2 separate regions of the Mus musculus genome follow, and region 2 is linked to region 1. A link is a contact called in public Hi-C data. All regions are on one chromosome and are shown on one strand. Each heading gives the region's core, a stretch centred on a gene start, on an enhancer-like site or on the middle of the called end of the contact. The rest is flanking DNA. Distances are from core to core; before and after follow the strand shown.

The links. A called contact is a pair of places that touch in the nucleus more often than the background predicts.
Region 2: a contact with region 1 is called in a Hi-C map of cerebral cortex, with 5 times the contacts expected there. The contact joins two enhancer-like sites. A contact is called at or near these places in 1 of 15 datasets of contacts at CTCF or cohesin (the NIH/3T3 cell line), 26 of 484 Hi-C or Micro-C datasets (3T3-L1-derived adipocytes, B cells, the Ba/F3 cell line and 20 more), 3 of 115 datasets of contacts at active chromatin or transcription factors (astrocytes, embryonic basal ganglia and embryonic forebrain) and 1 of 9 other capture datasets (embryonic stem cells).

What each region holds. Positions count from the first base shown.
Region 1 is chr1:89,654,889-89,659,124 of GRCm38.p6, forward strand. The region is part of intron 6 of Agap1 (ArfGAP with GTPase domain, ankyrin repeat and PH domain 1); the gene reads left to right. Among named protein-coding and RNA genes, the nearest start is that of 4933400F21Rik, 27 kb to the right of the region's middle. Within about 2 kb of position 1,998, at least 56 of the 459 cell types and tissues checked have an H3K27ac peak or open chromatin away from gene starts, as enhancers often do. A contact at or near this core is called in cerebral cortex, where this site is marked.
Region 2 is chr1:90,053,323-90,057,558 of GRCm38.p6, forward strand. The region is part of intron 15 of Iqca (IQ motif containing with AAA domain); the gene reads right to left. Among named protein-coding and RNA genes, the nearest start is that of Asb18, 41 kb to the left of the region's middle. Within about 2 kb of position 1,884, at least 12 of the 459 cell types and tissues checked have an H3K27ac peak or open chromatin away from gene starts, as enhancers often do. A contact at or near this core is called in cerebral cortex, where this site is marked.

The DNA.
Region 1 (4,236 bases), core at 748-3,247:
CGCTGTACAGGGCTCTGCCCACTGAAGCTCCATCCACATCCATCTTGGCTGAGATAGAACCAGCCAAAGGCAGTCCCAGCTGGGAAATGGCGAGGCAAGACTCATTTTCAGAGCAGTGAATGCTTACCTTGTCCCTCTTCAGCTAGCACCCAGGTGGCCTGTCTGCAGTACCATCCATCCCCGCTGGTACAGTGATGCTCAGGATGACCACACATGCCCATTTCCAGTTACCTACATTGAGATAAAACTTTTAGGAGCCTTGTGCTGTAGAGACATGAGAAGGGGGGGGGGATGGGCGTGTTTCCTGTAGCTTGCTCTCCTATCCCTTTGTCACAATCAGTTATTTTACATGACAATTTGTTACACGTGTAAAAAGAAGCAAACAGACTGTATTGACCCCATGAATCTCTCTTGTGAGTATTCAGTATTCTTCCACTTGTTTCTGTGAACAGGAAATCCAGTGGCCCTGGATGCAGAAATTTCCCCTCGTTCTAAAATTCTGAAATTAATGTCCCCAGCCTTGACTTTGCTCCGTCCTGAAGGTAACTGTTTATTACAGTCGGCATTTAAATCCCCGATTAATAGGAGCAATTAAACAATAGCTTCATTTCCAGCAAATTAACAACCCTAATAGGTAATTGCGACATAAATGAAGATAAATTTGTTTTAATACAACGAGATAAAAAGAATACAGACAAGAACTGAATCTCAGATTAAGAGTTCAGACTACCATTCATTACTTTAGGAAAAACTCAAAAGGCCTTGCCAGGAGAAATTACAGTGTGGCTTTTTAAACGTGTCTTAGATTAGAGGGCTTTTTTTTTTTTTTTAAAGAGAGTAATGGAAATATTGTCGAGGCTGAGGGCTAGCTCAGCAGTAGTATCCTTACCTGGCATGTTTAGGAATTTGAGTCTCATCCCAGTATTAAAAATGAAGAAAACCAAGCCTTCTTGAATGATTGAGACACATAAACACACACTAACTTATTGGTATACAGGTACTGGCAGATGGAAAGATGGGCATAGTCAGATGTATGTAGATATCTTGGTCTCAGGAGGAAGGTAAGTCACCATAGAGTCTCCATTCACCATGGCCACCAATCCATCCTCCCTTGATTTGCTGGTAGCCTGGGGACCCCAGTGGTGGCTCTCTGTTCAGAGCCTCTCACAGGGCTTGCACTGACAAGACTTCGAAAAGCAGAGGCCCAGAGGTCCACAATGCCTGTTCAATATTCCGGGCTCAGTTGCAGGAAAAGCCACCTTCTTCCTTAGTATTTGTTCTAGTTGGGAAACTGTTCTAAGGGTCTAGAGATAGGTTTTTAGGGAACATGGATGCAATTGGGCCAGCTAGTGTTTATGAATGAGAAGGGCTGGTGGTCATGCGGGATAGTTGGAAGGAACTAGACTTGAGAATAGCTGAGAGCAGGTTTGAATGGTGACAAGCAGAGACTTAAAGCCTGTTCTGGCAGTAGGACTCCCTTGCAGAGTCACATGACCACAGAAGGATCCCATGCTGTAATAGAAACTGTTAGGGGTAGCAGCAGTGTCACTGAGCTGTGAGACACCGCTCCCCCTTTAATAAGAGTCTTGCCGCACAGCCAGCCTGGTGAGCATTACCCTACAGGAAGGGTAGACTGACAGCAGCCAGTCTCTGGAGCCCAGAGCCACCCCAGCACACCCACAGCACACCTGAGTCCTGCAAGCCACCCCAGTGTTCTTATCCTCAGAACCAGTGTGGGTGTTCCTTGTTGCCTGCAGGCTGGCAACCACACACTCTGCATTTCGAAGCCTTGAAAATGAGTATCTAGTCCTCATTCTCATTTCTCTTCCTCTCATCTGTACTAAGCCTTCTGTCTGAAGCCCTCTGTCAGTCATCCCTTCCTGCATTCCCGTGGGTGTGAGGTGACGCATGTAAGCATTAAAGCATGCATCGAGTGCCTCTGCCATTTAGATGACCTCACAGCTTGGCTGGATCCCAGCAGGGTGTTCAGATGGCAGACTGCTGTTTCCTGGCTTGGGAATTACCTCCAGCTACTCGGGAGCCTGCGCTGCCTCTGCTTCTCCGTTCTCCTACGTCTCCCGTTTTGTTGGCTTGGTTTTGAAGCAGTGTCTCATGTAGAACAGGCTGGCCTTCAGCTCGCCAAGTAGCAAGGGATGATCTGACAGCCTCACTTCCACTTCCTAATGCCAGAATTACAGCTGTGCACCATCTTGACCAGTTTATGCCATGCTGGGGGGAGGGGAGCCCAGACTCCTCCATTCTTCACAGCCGAGCTTTTCCCAGCCTTGCTCTGTTTCCTCCTCCTTCTTGTTCTGTTCTGGCATAGCTTTCTCTTTCCTGAAAACTTAGGCACTGCATGAACAGCTGGTGGACAGAACATGCCTCCAACATGTACTGACTTTGCCATTTTTGTGGTGAGAAATTTTTCTTTCTTTTTTTCATTCCTAAGTCACACATTCAGAGCTATATGGATAACTTGGTAATTAATTTCTCCTTAATTAATAAGCTAGTTTAATGATCACTCTCCTGTAATTTAAAGTGGAGACATTAGTGGATCTTCTATTTGTCCCTGGAAGATTTACAGTCTGCAGTCATTTTTTGTTAATTATGGGGGTTCCCCAGGTGAGCCCCTTATAGCTCTCCACCAGGTCCTTTTGGTGAAAGGTATAATAGGCTTGTTTTGGCGCTGACTTACAAGAGAGAAGCATAAATCATGCAATGATTACTATCCAAAACGACTAAGCTTTTAAAATATTTTTGGGGCAAGGTGGATTGGCATATTTGTGACCCCAGAAGTTGGGAGATGTAGGCAGGAGGATTGCTGAAAAGATGCCAGCCTGGGCTACAAAGAAAGACTATCTCAAGTAGTCACTGTACAGTATAACTCATGTCCATCATGTGGCTGTTGGCCTTTATAAGCACAGCTGTTACAAACATTGAAAATACTATTTTTATTATTTTATATAAATATTAGTATAGTTAATTATCTAAAATAGTACCTTGAGAATGGGCCTTCCAACTCTAGGTTAGCATTTGCAACTGTTTTTCCCGTAGCAGCTCCCTTTTAAATCCTGTCTTCACTTGGGTCTTATCATGGGTCTTAAGTACTTTAGTCTGTATACTGATGTATACTGATGTATACTGATGGCAGGGCTGTGTGCCATTCTCAGCTCATAGCTCCTGCTCTTCCCACTCCTTGGTCGTCATCTGGAGCCTCTAGGGCAGCGGTTCTCAGACCCTAACGCTGCGACCTTTTAATACAGTTCCTCAGGTTGTGTTGAGCCCCAACTATTAAATAATTTTCATTGCTATCATAGTCATAATTTTGCTGCTGCTATGAATTGTAATGTAAATAGTTTTGGAGAGAAAGGTTTAGCAAAGAGGGTTGCAACCCACAGGTTGAGAACTGCTGCTCTAGAACCTTGTGGGAATTGATTTGAGATCTCTGGGTGTTCTAGAAGAGGTGGCAAGACTTGTGTTAAGGTAGGGCTATCACAGGAGTTCAGAAATCCACCCTTAACCCATATAAGGCTTGTGTGGCCAGAGTCATTGAAAACCTACTCAGAACAATGTCTTAATCTCAGTATCGCAATTGATTTGTCTTGGAGAAGATGACCCTGCAGCTTGGGCCCTGGGCTCCAGTTAGGGGTCCTTTAGGCTTCATCTCTAATCAGCCATGGGAGGCTGAGGGCTTGGTCAGGGTGTTGACTGAAGATGGGTTGGGAACATCTCTGGTGGTTGGGCCAGTGGTTTTCTGTGTCTCCTGCTCCTGCGCAGGACCAGGGGCTGCTGCACAGGAGGCTAGGACTGCAGAGGAAAGAGAGGAGGTTCTGGGCTGGCAGCACAGTGAAGTCAGGTGTTGGACTGACTGTGGTCCTGTCATTTTAGAACACAGGAAGGCCTCGCAGGCTCTTTCAACAGAGTGCCATCAGCATTGAGAGTGGTTACTAAGGCATGAATGTCCAGGTTCCTCCCCGAAAGAGAATCTGGAGCTTTGAGAGGCCTGAGGACCAGAGCCCTGGAAGCACCTTGTGAGAAGCCAACAAAGGAATTGAGTTCCAGGCAGAGGGGTGGTGAGGCCAAGGACCTTGTGTGTTTTGGAAGCCTAGAAAAGAAAGGACTGGACAGGATAGTCAGCTACACCAGAAACTGCCCAGGGCTCATGTAGGAACATGTGGTCTGACTTGCAGGCAGCTACCAGAGACCCTAAGCACCACATGAGGTCACAGAGCCAGA
Region 2 (4,236 bases), core at 634-3,133, 400 kb after region 1:
CAAAGTAATGTTGACTGAACGCAATCCAACACCTACATCACATGCATCCATTTTCCCCAACACATGAGGACACTCAGCAAACTTTAGGAGCCCACACAGTTGGGGAACTATTATATTAGGCTTTTAGACCTTGGGTCATAGAGTTTGAGAATTCAAGTCTTATTCTTAAACCCCAGGCCTCAGATGGTGTGGGCTGTAACTGAGGGTGGTCCAGCAAGGAGCAGTGGGGCCACTTTGTGCCAGGCACAGGGCACAGGCACTGTACATGCCAGAGCCAGCGTGCATGTGATGCAGCCACCCCTCGTAGGGGCCTCTCTGGGTTTCAGATGCCTGTGATCTCCTCAACTCAGTCCCACAGAGTGTGCCCCATTAACCCCCTCCCCCATTTATAGACGGGGGTCACTGAGGGCCAGAAGTGATCTGAGCTACACAGCTCCAAAATGGCAGAGGCAGGACGGAGGCCACCACGGTGTGGGAAGCAGGGGCGAGCTGCTTGTTGTGGTTCCCTGTCTGTTCTACACAGAACTGGACAGTTCCCGAATCTCTGTCTCAGGGGAGGACCAGGGCTCTGGAGGTGAATGCACGGAGGATGAGGACCCAAACACTCTCTGCTGCTACGAGCCTAGCTCTCTTTCTTCATGGTTCTTCTACTGAGCCCTACCCCAAACCACTGTGACCTCTGAATTTGGGGCAACCTTCATGAGGGGTGCTTTGTTTTGGCTTAGCCTCCTGTGGTATATTTTTGGCACTAGAATTCGAAGAGACATTTTTTTCCCTTTCCCAGATTTTGATTGCCAGAGAAAAAGAGAACAAAAAGTTCAGTCAAGGAGCTGGGGGAGATGGCTCGGTTAACAAAGGCGTGCTACGCAAGCATGAGGACCTGAGCGTGGATCCCCAGCCCTAGGTAAGAAGCCAGTACAATGAGTGGTATATGTGTCCCAGTGCTGGGAGCTAGACACGGAAGGATCCCTAGGGCTTGCTGCCAGCCAAAGCAGGCAGATCCGGTTCCAGTGAGAGAACTTGTCTTGAAAAAGTAAGGTGGTGAATGATTGAGGAAGACAAATAATACTGACCTCTGGCTCCACACACATGCACAGGTAATTACATTCACACACAGAGACACACAGACACAGACACAGATACACACACACACACACATACACATGCACAGGTACAGGCATAAGTTCATACATGCACACACATACATGCACATGCACTTGTGCACGTACACACATGTGTGCACATGCATAGGCATAGGCACAGGAACATGCACATGCACACACATACACATGCCACACACACCCATGCACACACAGCCCTTCAGATTGTGCTAGTAACAGATTAAAACAGCCGTGTCTGGCCTGGCCCTTCTCATGCCTCACCCTTCTTTCCAAATCCCACGCCCGCCACTGCCATCCTCTGGAACTCTGATGTATCTTCGCACGGCTGCTAGTGGAGGTGAGGCTGCCTGGTGGGGGGCTGGAAAAAAGTCTCAACCCACTCAATCTGAGGAGTGACCATCACAAACCAGCCACTTGCCTTGCAGCTGCCACCCTTGGGGCAGATACATGCCACAGGATGAAGGGACACCCTCTCTGCTTCTCTCTCCCTCATCTATATCTTTTATTTAATGAAATCAGCACCCAGAGATGTCAGAGCAGCTTAGATGACTCTCCACCTTCAGTATTCTATGGGTCTCTAGGGGAGGCAGCACACACACTGCAGAGAGAGCGGCTGGAGCCAGCCATCCTCCTCCAGACCTGCAGTGTGGAATATGTCATGTTTGGGCGCCAACTCTTTGCTGGGTGGTGAGGACTCAGAGAGAGGCGCAGAAACAGTACAGGGTGTAGGCTCCCTGTGAACAGTGCCAGTCCTGGCTGGGAAGCCATGAGAAAGGACGGTTAGAAGGAGACAGTATCAGGGAATGCTGGCTGCCAACTGGTGCTTAGAATTTAACTCCTGCCATGTGTGCCTGTGATAATCTGTGGGAGGTACACTAGGGAGCAAGAGGAGCCAGAATACTGCAGCCTCCTCTCCCCACAGCATTCTCCCTTTCCTTGGGTTGACACTGGAGACTCTAGACCAGTGGCTTTCAACCTGTGGGTCATGACCCCTCTGGGGGGGGGGTGTTACACTACCCTTTCCCAGGGGCCTCCTATGACCATGAGAAAACATAGACATTTACATTATGATTCATGACGGTAGCGAAATTAAATGACAGCTATGAAATAGCAACAAAAGTAACTGTATGGTTAGGGGTCACCACAACATGAGGAACTGTATTAAAGGGCCACAGCATTGGGAAGGTTGAGAGTCACTGCTCTAGATAGTGATGCCCTGGCTGAGAAATGACACTTAAGTGCCTGGGCACCATCTGGCATCAGAGCTTTTAAATTTTAAAAGTTATGATTACAGGTGGTTATTTGAGGCTATTTTCATACATATGTAAAATACATATCTATAGTTTGAGCAGATTACTCCATACTTCTGCCCCTCCCATCATTCCCGCCTTTCCCCCCATGACTCCCCCCTCCCCATAACTTCTCCCCTCACTTCCTGTCTACTTTCATTGTCCTCTCTTCTTGCAGCCTAGCAGAAAGGTGATTGAGAAATAATCACCTTGCTCCTGGGAGAATGAATCTCTTGGTCCTGGGAGCATGAATTCTCCTGTCCTTTCTGTGGGGAAGCTGGGAGGTGGTCACAGGCCTTCCTGTGCAGTGCTGGGCAGAGAGGAGAGGCCTGGATCACTAGGCGGTGAGGCAGGATTAGAGGAACGGAGGCTGCTTTTCATGGTGGGTGAAGACATGGGGGCGAGAGGGAGTTGCTTTCTCAGTTTTGGCCTGGATTTAGGAATGAAAATTATGTTCTCTTCCTTCCTTTAGAGGCTGGGGGCAGAGAAGTTCTGAGGCACTGTGTGGAGTGGCTGGACCATAAAGATCAGTAATGTAGGGGCCAGTTTCTAGGAGCTAGGACCTCAAGGATCTGGGAAAGCAGGAGAGGGCAGCTATGAATCTGCAGGTGGTTCAAGGACAGCAGAGGGTGTCTCATAACTGTAGGGTGGTAGGGACAAGGGAGATGAAGACTGTAGGCACAGATGGAAGCAGACAGAGCTTTGAGGTTCCCAGACAGAAGGAGAAAATACCTGTGCTGCTCTGAGTGGGAGCCAGGCTCTTGGGCACTGGGAATGACACATAGTGCAAAGGTTTTTTAGGGTGGTCGCAAAGGGGCCAGAGGCTGGAGCCATGTGATGGAATTTGTTTATATGTTAGAAGCCATGGATACCCTGAGAAGACTTCAAGATTCTATCTGTGTTAAGGTCAGTGTGTGAGGACTGCCGTAGTTGGCACTAAGCTCAGACTTGGGCCACCTTGGCTCTGGGGGCAGTGGGAATGGCTGAAGGACACTGGGAAGGACAAGGTGGGAGGGGAATAGAGGCTTCTAAAGAGAGCAGGCAAGACAGAAGCGGTGCATGCCTGGGAAGGCTGGAATGGACTCAGGGGCATAGAGTTGGCCATACATACAAGAAGTAGATATGGAATGACCAAGAGGACAGTAAGCTTAGAGGGGACCCGATGAAGGAGGAAATGATGAGGTCAGCATGGGCCACTGTGAGCTTGAGGGTACCCGACATCAGAAAAGACCAATGGTCCAGGAGGGAGATTATCCAAGAATGGTGTGGAAGGATCTGCAAGAGGAGAGAAGGGTTGGATAGACTATGGCTGGGACAGAGCTCAAGGACCATTCCAGGAAACCAATGATGAAGGAAAATGGGGTCTGGGAGGGCAAGCCATCCTGGATGCAGGTGCAAGATGGAACACTTGGCTGTTGGCTACGATGGCCAGGAAGCTGAGCAGCTAGGATGTCACTGGTGGCCTTGGCAGGAGTGCAGGGGACAAGACAGGCTGCTGAAGCATGCTGGGACAGAGTCTAGAAGACAAAGAGGATCTTTCAGGCAGATGTGCAAATAGTGAATTGGGGAGGAGAGTACAGACACATCTAGGCAGCTTAGCTTGTGAGAAGAACTCAGAGATGGCGTGGGATGAGGAGAGAAAGCTAGGAAAGGCAACCTTGGAGGGAGACATAGAGAACCACCACTGTGGGACAGGGGGTGACATGGTGAGGGATGAGGACTTAGACAGACTCCCTGGTAGGCGACAGGCAGAGAGAGAGGCTATGACTAGGTAATAAAGTGGCAAACTTCCAAGATGGCTGACTTTTTCCTCACCCTCCTGACTT